Linked DNA regions of Mustela erminea: region 1 is linked to region 2. The links are chromatin contacts, called in public Hi-C maps. All regions are on one chromosome and are shown on one strand. The core of a region is the stretch at or near the end of the contact, and the rest is flanking DNA. Distances in the headings are between cores, read along the strand shown.

What was found. A called contact is a pair of places that touch in the nucleus more often than the background predicts.
Region 1: a Hi-C map of spleen shows a contact between it and region 2, with 4 times the contacts expected there. The contact joins the promoter of KLHL8 here to the promoter of AFF1 in region 2. A contact is called at or near these places in 2 of 3 Hi-C or Micro-C datasets (fibroblasts and spleen).

Annotation. Positions count from the first base shown.
Region 1 is chr2:46,481,668-46,488,102 of mMusErm1.Pri, reverse strand. KLHL8 (kelch-like protein 8) reads left to right here and starts at 2,663. Exons shown (of 11, transcript XM_032332825.1): 1 at 2,663-2,770.
Region 2 is chr2:46,192,397-46,198,664 of mMusErm1.Pri, reverse strand. AFF1 (AF4/FMR2 family member 1) reads right to left here and starts at 3,095. Exons shown (of 20, transcript XM_032332812.1): 1 at 2,795-3,095.

The DNA.
Region 1 (6,435 bases), core at 1,414-3,913, 290 kb before region 2:
CCAACATGGTATATATGGGGGTAGCATGTCCTGAACTCCATAAAAGGCATATCTTGTTTTGTGAGATACATTTTTTTTTAAATAATTGAGAGCATTTTGGGGGATATATTACTTTCTGGAGAAGGACTCTTTTCCCTTACCCCAAGTTTATTGACATTTGTTCTGAAAATTTCATTTAATTTTCAGATTTATTTATTTATTTATTTATTTATTTAATTTTTTTGGTGTGATTCTTCTTTCCCAACAAAAAGTTCTAGATTGGTGTACCTTGTATGCTCCCCACTTCCCTTATCACTATATGCATACCTTTTTTATGCATATAGTGCATATTGTTAGTTTTCTGCCCCCTCACTAGAGTGCTGGGACTGTTAGTTTTGTTCACTGTGTTATTTCCCATTTCGCAATGTCTAGCTCATAGTTCAATGTTCAGTAAATACTCTTGAATAAATAAATGGTAAGAGTATTGAAATTTTGTTTATATTTCTTTGATGTAGTTGGTAATTACAAGTAACCAATTGCTTTGTATATGTCAGTAATAAGATAAAAAGCCACTCTGCCCTATAAGCATTTTTTATTTCATTTTAATTTTTTTAAAGTAAACTCTAGGCCCAACATGCCGCTTGCTCTCATGACCCTGGGATCAAGACTCACATGCTCTACCAACTGAGCCACCCAGGCACCCCTACACAGCATTTTTTAGGAGACACAGTACACCTGATTAAAAAGAAAAGTTCATATTATATAAGAAATTCTATTAGATGAAATCTTGCTGTTTGTGACGATGTAGATGGAACTATGCTTAGCGAAATAAGTCAATTGGAGAGAGACAACTGTCATATGATCTCCCAGATATGAGGAAGGGGAGATGCAACATGGGGGGTTTGGGGGTAGGAAAAGAATAAATGAAACAAGATGGGATTGGGAGGGAGACAAACCATAAGAGACTCTCAATCTCACAAAACAAACTGAGAGCTGTGGGGGAGGGGGTAGGGAGAGGGTGGTGGGGTTATGGGCATTGGGGAGGGTATGTGTTATGGTGAGTGCAGTGAAGTGTGTAAACCTCGTGATTCACAGACCTGTACCCCTGTGGCTAATAATACATTATATGTTAATAAAAAATTCTATTAGAACATTGTTTTATTAAATATATATTGTATTGCGTCATGCTTCCAGACAAATTTTATGAGTGTGTGTGTGTGTGTGTGTGTACTTTAAAACCGGTCTTGCTCTATTTTTCTAAGGGCATTGACATTAAATTTGCAAAATACAATGCTCTGAAGAGAAGTATTTCCAAATATTAAGGATTATTTCAATTTGTTATGTAAAAAAGTTGATTTTTTTTAAGAAATGAAATTTCTAATTAAGTAGTCATTTTGGGGGTTTTACATAAGATGTTATTATTTTTATTTTATTATTTTTAAAAGATCTTATTTACTTGTCAGAGAGAGAGCATGTTAAAGCATAAGAAAGGAGAGTGGCAGACAGAGGGGAAAAGCAGGCTCCCTGCTGAGCAAGGAGCAGGAGGAGGGACTGGATCCCAAGGCCTGGGATCATGACCTGAACTGAAGGCAGAGGCTTAACACTGAGTCACCCAGGCATTCGAAGATGCTACCATTTTTATTTTTATTTTTTTAAAGATTTCATTTATTTGACAGAGATCACAAGTAGGCAGAGAGGCAGGCAGAGAGAGAGGGAAGCAGGCTCCCCGCTGAGCAGAGAGCCCATTGCAACCCTGAGATCATGACCTGAGAGGAAGGCAGAGGCTTAACCCACGGAGCCACCCAGGCGCCCCAGATGCTACCATTTTTTAAAGACGACTTTTTCTAGTAAAATCAATACAAACCTATGTTTAACATTCATAAATGTACCTAGGGTTGGATGTATTCTGAAGGAGATTGCTGGGGTTGTAAATGCTTGAGATTGTTCTAACAAAAGACACATTAGGAGAACATTTAAAAATTTTTTTCTTTGCGCTCTCTTAATCTCCTACCTCCACATTCCACTGACTTTATTGAAAAATTGTTTTATTTCAACATTTTTATTAGCAATGGTTTTTGGCAGTGTCAGCTTAGGTCAATTAACTGCTTCCTTAGGTTTGTCAACTTTGCGCCTGTCTTTATAAACACGAGCTGCTGTGTATATCCTCTGCAGAGCAGAGGGCAAAGTGACAGGAATAGAAACGGAAGTCTTCCCCCTCCCCCCCATTTTAAAAAAGATATAATCCCAAGGAACAGTCAGCGCGCGGGAGGGGGAGTTGATGGATATAAAATGAAACTAAATTCTGTATGGCCACGGAAGTGCAGAAACGGAGAACTTCAGAGATACTGATGCGGTGTCCCACCCAGAACTGTTTTTGAAGACGTCCCCCAGGCCCTGGTCTACCTTCCCCCCTGCAGCACCGCACCGCGAGTCGCCCGAGCACTCGCGACGCCCACGAGCGAACGGGGGCGGCGAGGACGTGGGGGCGGGCCCCCGGAGGAGGTAACCAGAAACCACACCTCCCAGAGTGCAGTGCGCAGGCTCCGGCGCGCGCTCCGCTCGCAGCCCCAGAGGCTGCGGCTCTCGAGGCTGAGCCGTGAGGACGCCGGGCGCCGGCCAGGGCTCTACGGGGCCGCGCAGCAGAGCGCGCGTCCGTCTGGTGCTCGCGCGGGGCTTAGTGCGGCGCCGCTGGGTGCTGCGGGAAGGCGCTGGGCTGCGGGAGCCTGGCAGGGCAGCCGCAGCCTTGGCGAGGCCGGCAGAAACCGAGCGGAGGGACGAGCCGGGGACCGAGGTAACTGCGCTCATTCCCCGTCGCTCCTCGCTTCCCTTTGTGCGATGCTGTCCGTTCACGCCGAGCCCTCCCTTACCCCAGCCCGAAACCCTAACGCCGCCCGGGCTTGCGCCTCCGGCTCGCGGAAACTCCAGCCCTACAAGCAGTAACTACAACTCCACAGCTGAGAGGGTTTGGGGCCCATTAAACCGCTGCACGTTTTCCGTCGCTCCGCTTGGCGAGGGGTGGGGAGGGGGACGGGGTCGCATTTCCCGGAGGAAATCCCCCGCCTCTGGCTCTGTCAGCCGCGTCGGTGGCCCCCTTGGCTCTCTGCTCTCGGTCCTTCGAAGAGGAGAAGGACAGGCAGGTGTTTGGTGGGGTGCAAGGAATCAGCAGGAGCGGGGCGGCCGGCCGGCTTCGGGGCCGGGGGAGGGCGGCCGGCCTGTGGGCGCGCGGCAGGTGGGCTGTCTCCTGGCCCTGCGGCACGGGGACTCGCCGCCCGCCGGGGGCGGGCCTGCCCTGGGGGCTTGTCGCGGGTCCGGGACTGGCCGGCCGGAGGGGCTCGCCGCCTGTCGGGGACTTGCCTCGCCGTGGGGCTCGCTGCTGGTCGGAATTGCTGCTGTCGGGGGTTTGCTGCCCGCGCCAGGTGCCCCTTCCGCGGTGGTGGAGACCTGGTCCTAGAGTGCCTCCTGGTGTGACACCTGCAACTGCAGCCCCTTTCCGAAGGCGCAGCCGCTCCACGGAGTTTGTTCTACTGCCCCAGAGCCCGCTGTTTCTTCTTCCTTCCACTCAGTTATGGGCTGAGTTAATTTGCTGGTTTTTTCAGGCAGGGCTGTTAGTCTACAGACTTGGCAGTTTTCTAGCCCCGGGCTTGTCCTTTACTGGATTTGCACCATCGTAGCGTCTGCACACCTGGGTATAAAAAGCGTTGTAAAACGTAATGTATACTCCCGCTGGGCAGGGTTGAATCAGATGACTTTGATGAAATTGAACCATTCTCAGTATTCCTTTTAATCTGCTGTAATAGCATAACTATTTTTGGCCCTTTATGCTAATGTTGCCACTGTGGGTGGTTACCACGTTTAGAAGACACTTTGGGGAAAGCTTCTTGAAAAACCTGGGTTGACACAAGTATGCTATCTACTAGTTGCACTTTTTCGTTTCTATTTGCATTGTTTTTCTTTCTTACAAGTCGATAATTGTTTCATTCTTGCTGTTCTTCATGCTCACTCTATGAGGATACCCTTTCTACATCTCCCTCGAATCCTGACCCCGGCAGAAGGTCGACTTGGGGGAACAGTCACTGCTTGGCGGTGACTTTTTTCATTGGCTCCTGCTTTTCCTCCTCCTTCCTACAGGCACTCCCTTTAGTTTGTCAGTCAACCCATGACCCGCTTAGACTTTTAGTCCCTTGCTATATTGCCATTGCCTTTTAAAATATCAAATAACATGAACATAAATACAAAAAGGAGTCTTAAGATAACTATACTCACATGTGCACTTAGTTTCATATTAACGTTTAAAACTAATTCTTTTAGCATTTGATAAGATTACTGTTAATGGTTTTTAAATGATTATATATGCTGTAATAATTGCACGTTCTGTATTCTGGCAGGAAACTTAATTCACAGGGTAATTTTTAGAAAACAATTATTTCCTCATTTGTTAAGAAAATGAGGTGAATTTTGACACATCCGCCCCAGCCCTTTTGCAAAATAGAGTTTATATTTAGGGCAGTTTTAGGTTCACAGCAAAATTGAGTGGAAGGTACAGATTTACTGTATAGGCTCTGCCTCCATATGACCCCTGCCTGTCTCCACATAGGCACAGCCTCCCCCACCATCAAAATGCCCACAAAAAAAGGGCACATTTGTTAAAATCAATGAGTCTACATTGACAGATCATTATCACCTAAAGTTTATAGTTTACAGTAGGGTACTGTATATCCTATGCATTTAGACAAATGACAGTTTTTTTTAAAAATCAAGAAATTTTAGGAGTTGTAGAGAATGGAAATGAGTATTGTTATTTAAAAAAGTCTTACAAGAAATATTTTGAACATCCTAAAAATTAATTTCTAGTAGTTTTTGTTTCTTAAAAAATGGATGTTTAAACTTTTTTTTTTTAAGTTTTTATTTATTTATTTGACAGAGAGAAATCACAAGTAGTGGGAGAGGCAGGCAGAGAGAGAGAGAGGGAAGCAGGCTCCCGGCTGAGCAGAGAGCCGATGCGGGACTCGATCCCAGGACACTGAGATCATGACCTGAGCTGAAGGCAGCGGCTCAACCCACTGAGCCCCCCAGGCGCCACTGGATGTTTAAACTTTAAGTTTCTTATTTTTACATTTTCAGGAGTTATTTATTTTGTATATTAAGAATTGAGACGAATAAGAAGGAATGCCTCCTAAAATAACAAAATGTCCTATTTTTCAGTCCTAAAACTCATTAGCTTGACCATTTATTTTTCTGAAAACCATGTTTTATATTCACCAATGAAGCGAAAGGAAATCAAACATTTTAAATACACTAATTTTTCTTTATTGATGCCAAGATATATCTACACTAGAATGTGACCCGTTAGGCTGGCTGGCTTTCTTTCTTTCTTTCTTTTTAATCTGTTTTCTCTCTCTTGAGGGTTTTTTGTGGAAACATCAGGATATAGTAATGTACTAAGTAATCTCAGTTCTGGAACTAGACAACTCAATTAGAATCCCAAGTCTCCATTTGTTGGCTGTATGACCAGGGCAAGTTATTTTCTGAACTTCCATTTTGTTAGCTGTAAAAGGGAAATAAAAGTATTAATTGTTATAATAATGTGAAATCATTCTATAAACTGTAATACACTGCAATGTTTATTCATATCACTAGTTTCATGTTGTGTTTTAAAATGCCGCCAGTATATTTTCAGGTAATACTGCTTAAGTAAATACTATCAAACTTTTTTTTTTTAAGGGCTGTTTTTACAGGAGACTTTGTTATCTAGTTATGAATGATTTAGTTGGTTCTTATGAGTCAGAGGTGAAATTATGAAAGAGAGTCAAAGGTGCTTTGAGAAAATTTCTGCTTCATCTGTCTGGTTCTTAACCTAGATCTTAACACGCCAATGGGTGTGTCCATAGTCTTAAAAGAGTCTGAACTCTGTATAACTGTACATTGTGGGGAGAAGACCCATAGCTTTCAGCAGCTGTTTAGAAGAGGTTCGTCGACAACCCCAGCAAAGGTTCTAAGAACTACTAACATAAGTTATCTAGGCAGGCTTCTTTACTAAACATTTTGCAGATTATTATCTTTAATAAAGGTTCCACACCCAGCGTGAAGTTCAACTTAAAAAAAAACCCTCAAACTTACAATCCTGAGAGCAAGACCTGAACTGAGGTCAAAAGTTGGATATTTAGCAGACTGAGCCATCCAGGCATTCTTTTCGTATTATTTTTAATATTAGGGATTTTTTTTGAGCCACCGTGAATGCCTGTTTTCTTCCAGAACTAGAGGCTGATATTAATGTTATACTATGTTCATATGAACAGTAGTGCTGCTGCTTATATATGGAGATGACGCCACTGATTATTGATACCATTATTTTTAGGCAGATAGTGTCCATTCCTCCCCACCCATCTTGATGGGCAATAGAATACTTGACAAGGAGTGATACCCTAATACAATCTAGCATGTTAGAATATTATTTTG
Region 2 (6,268 bases), core at 1,846-4,345:
TAACACCCCACAAAAACAATGTCTTCTGGTGGCAAAAAAATGCAGGCATACTCCGCATTTTTTTTTAAAGATTTTATTTATTTATTTGAGAGAGATTTATTGAGAGAGATCACAAGCAGGCAGAGAGGCAGGCAGAGAGAGAGGAGGAAGCAGGCTCCCTGCTGAGCAGAGAGCCCGATGCAGGACTCGATCCCAGGACTCCGAGTTCATGACCTGAGCCGAAGGCAGCGGCTTAACCCGCTGAGCCACCCAGGCGCCCCCATACTCCGCATTTTGCCAGAGAAAGCAATGTTTAAAATTACTGGGCTTTTCTGACCTTAAATTCTCAGTCCCTGCATGACCTTTGTATTCTAATTTGACACACTGTGATTCTTCAAGATTGTGTTTTTTACAGAGTTGAAGAGTTAAGCAAATCACAAATGCCAAAGCCACTACAGAAATCTGATTGCTACAGAGAATGTATAAGACATGTTAACTCTGGTAAGTAACAGTTCATTTTCTTTCTGCAGGTGGAAAGCCTGCAAATTCCACACCTCTAGTCTCATTACTCCTGTAAGTTTTATCTAGAAAATGAAAAGAAAGGGGGAGATTCCCAGTATCTACACTCATTTTTTATTATTATTTAAGAAGGTTCCATAACCAGCGTGGAGCCCAATGAGGGGCTTGATCTCATGACACTGAGATCAAGGCCTGAGCTGAGATCAAAAGTTGGACTCCTTCACTGAGCTACTAGGCGCACCTAAACTCCTTTCTTTCTTTCTTTCTTTTTAATTAATTTATTTATTTGACAGACAGAGATCACAAGTAGGCAGAGAAGCAGGCAGAGAGAGAAGGAAGGGAAGCAGGCTCCCTGCTGGGCAAAGAGCCCAGTCAGATCCCGGGCTGATCCCAGAATGCTGGGATCATGACCTGAGCTGAAGGCAGAGGCTTTAACACACTGAGCCACCCAGGTGCCCCTAAGCTCATTTTTTTCAAAGCCTTGTGTCCTAGTCTTCAATGTCTTAAACATCCCAAGTCCTTTTGGGGGTTCCCTCTCTCCTAAATCAGCTAAATTCAAATTAATCCTTCTAGTTTTACACAATAAGTACTACAAGTTACTCTTTTCCTTTCTCTCCTAGTTTCCCTTAATTCTCTTGGGTCATTACCCTTTAGTACTCTCCATGCCTTTTCTGCATCTTTATCTTCAAATACAGTATTTTCTAACACTGGCAAGGGGCAACACCTTTAAATTAAAGCAGGAGAACCATCCAGAATTTTCAACTCTCCTATGAATTTATTTCCAGAATATCCACTCAAGGAATCCTTTCCACTAAAGATGAAAGGCAAGCTAAGGAAATACATTAGACAGAGGAAGTAAACACTGAAACAGGGCCATGCCTAGGTATGCTCAAGTCTCTGAAGAGAACTAGATTCATAGTCCAAAGGTCTTTTTCTTTTACGGGCCTTCTATCTCCACCCGGAGCCTGACTGACGCACAGAGCTCCGGGAGAGGTATCCCACCTCTGCCTACCTCCTACGAAATGTGCCAGACTTGCTCTGAAATAATCTTGCACAAACAAAATTCCCACACTTTTCAGGGCGCTCCCTTGTCTGATGTTTCTGGGTCTCAATTTCTGAGTTTTCACTTTGCAACTGTCCCAGGGAACTGGGTCTTCGCCTTAATTACGGTTTCGCCTTTAAAGTTTTAAATCTGTCTGGTTCCTCGATGATATGTCATTCCCGGCCCCCAGCCCTCAACGTGCACCGACAGGGTTAAAAAAGCCCGATCCCACACTTTAAAAAAACAGCAAAACATGGTCTGCAAGCGCCCCCTCTCCCTCGTACCTCCCCTCCCCGCAAGAGAGGCTGGCTCCCGGATGAAACGGACACATCTCCACCTCCAAAGCCAAAGGTCTTCCTGGCACAATCTGCATAACAATATTGGGGTGTAAGTGAGTGCAGAAACTCCTGGAAGTCCAACCTACTAAGAAAGTATCGAGACCTTCAAAGGTCCCTTGCAAATTCATTAATGTAACTACCATTACGTTAAGATGGGTACGATTTACACAACTCTCCAATTCCTCTCCCTTTTTAATTCGACGACCCTGGTGTTTGCAACGTCGGGGGGCTCGAATGCAGCAGTCACAGGAGGATCAGACACCGGCGTGAAAAATTATCAAGAGAAATTAACCAGTTCCACGTTCTGCAGATGCCGTCCCCCTGCGCCCCAGGGGCAAATCGCAGAAGGTGCCTTCAACTTTCCCCCTTCGCTCTCTCGAAGCTGCGGACCACCGAACACGCGCCTTCCTCTCAATCACAATTAGATCGGACGGGATCCAGTAATTCTCCCAACCACACGCAAAGAGAAGGCTGACAATGACGGGGGGGATGGGGAACTCGGAATGGACGAGAGAAAAGCCCCGCTTTTACTCCCCGAGAAACTTCTGGGACACTTCTATTACGCAACCCAGAGACTAGGTTCCAAAACAGAACATCCTTCCGCAAGACGCGGGGCGCACCGGGAGACGTCGGATTTGGGAGAGTGGGGAAGGAAAATGGGTCTCTTCCTGTGTTTCCCACCGCTCCACCCCCAGTTCTTCCAGACGCTACCTGCCCCAGACTTGCAAGGGTGATGCGAGCACCGCGTCTCCTTCGCCCGTTCCCACCGGAAAAGTGGAAACGCCAGCTACTTGAGTCAGCGTGCTGGGAAGCAGGCAGCGAGGCGGGGAGAGCCTGGGCTTCCCAGAAGTCAGCGGCTGCGGCGTTCCCGACGAGGCTGACCCCCAGCCCGGGGGCGTACAGGGGCTCCGCTTACCTTCCTGACCTTTGCTCCTCCAGTCTCAAGTCGTGCGCCCTCGCCACCTCCGCTCTCCCCTGACCTGTTGCGGTGGGGAAAGGGCGCGGGTGCGGAAAGCGAAGAGGAAAGCGTCCTCCCGCAAGTCAGAGGCGGCTCGCACCAGTCTCGGCTCGCGAGCCGCGGAAGCGAAAATGCAGCTGCGCCCGCGACGCGCGCAGGCGGCAGCCGAGTGCGCAGGGGCCGCGCGCTAGTCCGCTTGCTGGCCCACGAGCTCCGCGCGCCCGCAGAGCCTGAACGCCCCGGAGGCAAGGCCACGCCCTCCTCGGGTGGCCCCGCCCCCGGCCTGGCCCGCCCCCACCCTGCAGCCGGGCGCTAGGCAGATCAGCCTGGCCCACGCCCTCTAGCTGGCGCCACCCAAATGGCTAGGAACGTCGCCACTCTCCTCGGGAAACCGGTGGGAGGATCCAGGGGGAGCGGCAGCGGAGGATGGAATACTGCAGTGACCGCACCGGCAGCGTGGGTGACCCTGCCCCGGGCTGACGTGGGGCGCAAGAACCATTTCTGTTCCTCAGAGGGATTCAGCTCAATGTCAAGTTTTGACTAAAAGTGTCAAGGAGACTTCCTGCAATTTCCTATACAATTGAAACAGATTCTGTGCCCTTTAAAGGAGATAATAACTCACATCTGGAGAGTGTTTTCCAGTTTATAGAGGGCTTTTCACACTCACAGGCCCAACTCATCTTCACAACAACCTTATAAAATAGATACATCATTATTGCCATTAGCCAAATAATGAAGCCGAAGAGCTGAAAATTAAGTGTTGTGCCCAAGGTCCGCAAGCTACAAAGTGGCACGGGAAACAGATCTCCTGAAACCAACCTCTGGGTTCTTGCATTTCACTGCCCAAACCCAGAAAATCCTCGTAGGGGTAGGGGTTTTGGCAAACAGAACCAAAGGAAGAAGGGAAAGCTAATGTCTAGTTGAGATGCTAGCGATTCCTTCTATGAATATAAGGAAAGCATCGAGTTTGGTCTTTGCGCCATCTCTCCTCCCTCACCGAAAGAGATGCAGAAAGATTACAATGAACGGCTTAGATGGGTTTTTACAGTATCATAATGGTTTAAAGTGGGTGAAATTACTTGGATGAAGAAGATTACCTTTCTCAACAGTAATGTGATGTAAATGTATATTAATGTAATGAATGAAAATAACCCCCTCGGTGCCCTTTGTATTTCTTCTCACCCTTCTCTTCTCCTTTTTCCTCCTCCTCCTCCTCCTCCTCCTTGTTGCTATTGCTTTGTCCCTCATTACTCCTTCCTCATGTACATGAACGGTGTGGATTGAAAACCTAATCAATAGATATTTGCATTTCCAAATTAAACCTTTGGTTACCTGGCTTAATTTCCCATGGGCTGTGTTCCAAAATATAACTCTTCTTCCTCCTCCCTATGCTCCCATGATGATATTGATTTGGCTTACCTTAACTGCTTAAATAATGAAAGTGTCTTGGTGTGTCTCCGGACAAAAGCGTTAGAGGTCATCTATGAGCAGGAGTCACCTCTGACAGGTGTTTGTATTGTTCTTAAAAGTTTCCAATAGAGGGACGCCTGGGTGGCTCAGTTGGTTGGGCGACTGCCTTCGGCTCGGGTCATGATCCCGGAGTCCTGGGATCGAGTCCCACATCGGGCTCTCAGCTCCATGAGGAGTCTGCTTCTCCCTCTGACCTTCTCCCCTCTCATGCTCTCTCTCTCTCTCAAATAAATAAATAAATAATCTTTTAAAAAAATAAAAAGTTTCCAATAGAGATTGGTATCTATTCTAATCAGAAAAAACATTTTAACCTTTTTGTTATGGAACTAATACATTTCATTGTAATATATATGTGCATAATATTTTATAATCTAAAAGTCTTTACTATTCCTTTCTAAAACTTTTTCCTTTGTCATGTTCCTTTAATCATCCTATTCTACCTCCTAATACCTTCAAACTGTGGTCAGCTTAGTAAATAATGTTGAGAGTTTGATACTTTTATTTTCCTGCTTTTAAAGCCGAAGGATGTAATTTTGCAACAACTTTTTGTAGAAGATGATGTAGTTTTGCTTCAGAGAGTAGTCCATTCCATTTATATGAATATTCTTAAGGCTGTGTGCTAGTGATAGGCCATATCTATGACAAAGTTTCCAGTGCCTAGCAGAAACAAATAAATAAATAATTCCAACACATAGTTCTATTGATTAATTTCTGGAAAGATGGTAGGTTATTTAAAAACACTAAAGTCAGGAGCGCCTGGGTGGCCCAGTGGGTTAAAGCCTCTGCCTTCAGCTCCGGTCATGATCCCAGAGTCCAGCCCTGCATCCAGCCCTGCATCCTGCTCTCTGTTCAGCAGGGAGCCTGCTTCCTCCTCTCTCTCTCTCTCTGCCTGTTTCTCTCTGCCTACTTGTGATCTCTGTCTGTTAAATATATATATACATATATATTTTAATATTTAAAAACACTAAAGTCAAAATTAATTTTTTTTAATTTTATTTATTTATTTGAAAGACACGGAGAGACTGAGAGATGAGAGGGGAGAAGGTCCGAGGGAGAAACAGAATCCCTGCAGAGCTGGGAGCCAAATTCGGGACTTGATCCCAGTAGTCCGGGATCACAACCTGAGCCAAAGGCAGTGGCCTAACCAACCGAGACATGTAGGCACCCAAAATTAATTTTTTTAAGATTTTATTTATTCATTTGACAGAGAGAGAGCACAAGCAGGAGGAGCAGCAGGCAGAGGGAAAAGCAGGACCCCTGCTGAGCGGGGAGCTTGATCCAGAACTCAATCCCAGGTCCTGAAGGCAGAGGCTTAACAGACTAAGTTACCCAGGCATCCCCAAAATTAATTTTTTTAAAGATTTTATTTATTTATTTGACTGAGAGAGCACAAGCAGGTAGAGCAGGAGAGGGAGAATCAGGTTCCCCACTGAGCAGGGAGCTCATTGTTTTGGGGCTCAATCTCAGGACTCTGGAGATCATGACCTGAGCCAAAGGCAGATGCCCAACTGACTGAACCACTTAGGTACCCCTAAATTTTTTCATAATAAATAAAAAGCAGGATAGTTATTCTAGTGAGGTTTTTTTTTCTTTCTTTCTTTCGAAAAGTTGTCTTTCTGAGGCACCTGGCTGACTCAGTGAGAAGAGCATGTGACTCTTGATTTTGGGATCCTGAGTTTGAGCCCCAGGTTGGTGTAGCAATTATTACTGAGGGGCAGAGGGAAAGGGAGAGAGAAAATCTTAAGCAGGCTCCACGCCCAGCATGGACCCAGCGCGGGGCTGGAACTCAAGATCCTGAGATCATGACCTGAGCTGAAATCAAGAGTCAGATGCTTAGTTAACTGAGCTTCCCAGGCGCCCCCACTTTTCCCTTTTAAAAGAGTACTTTTGGGACGCCTGGGTGGCTCAGTTGGTTGGACGACTGCCTTCGGCTCAGGTCATGATCCTGGAGTACCGGGATCG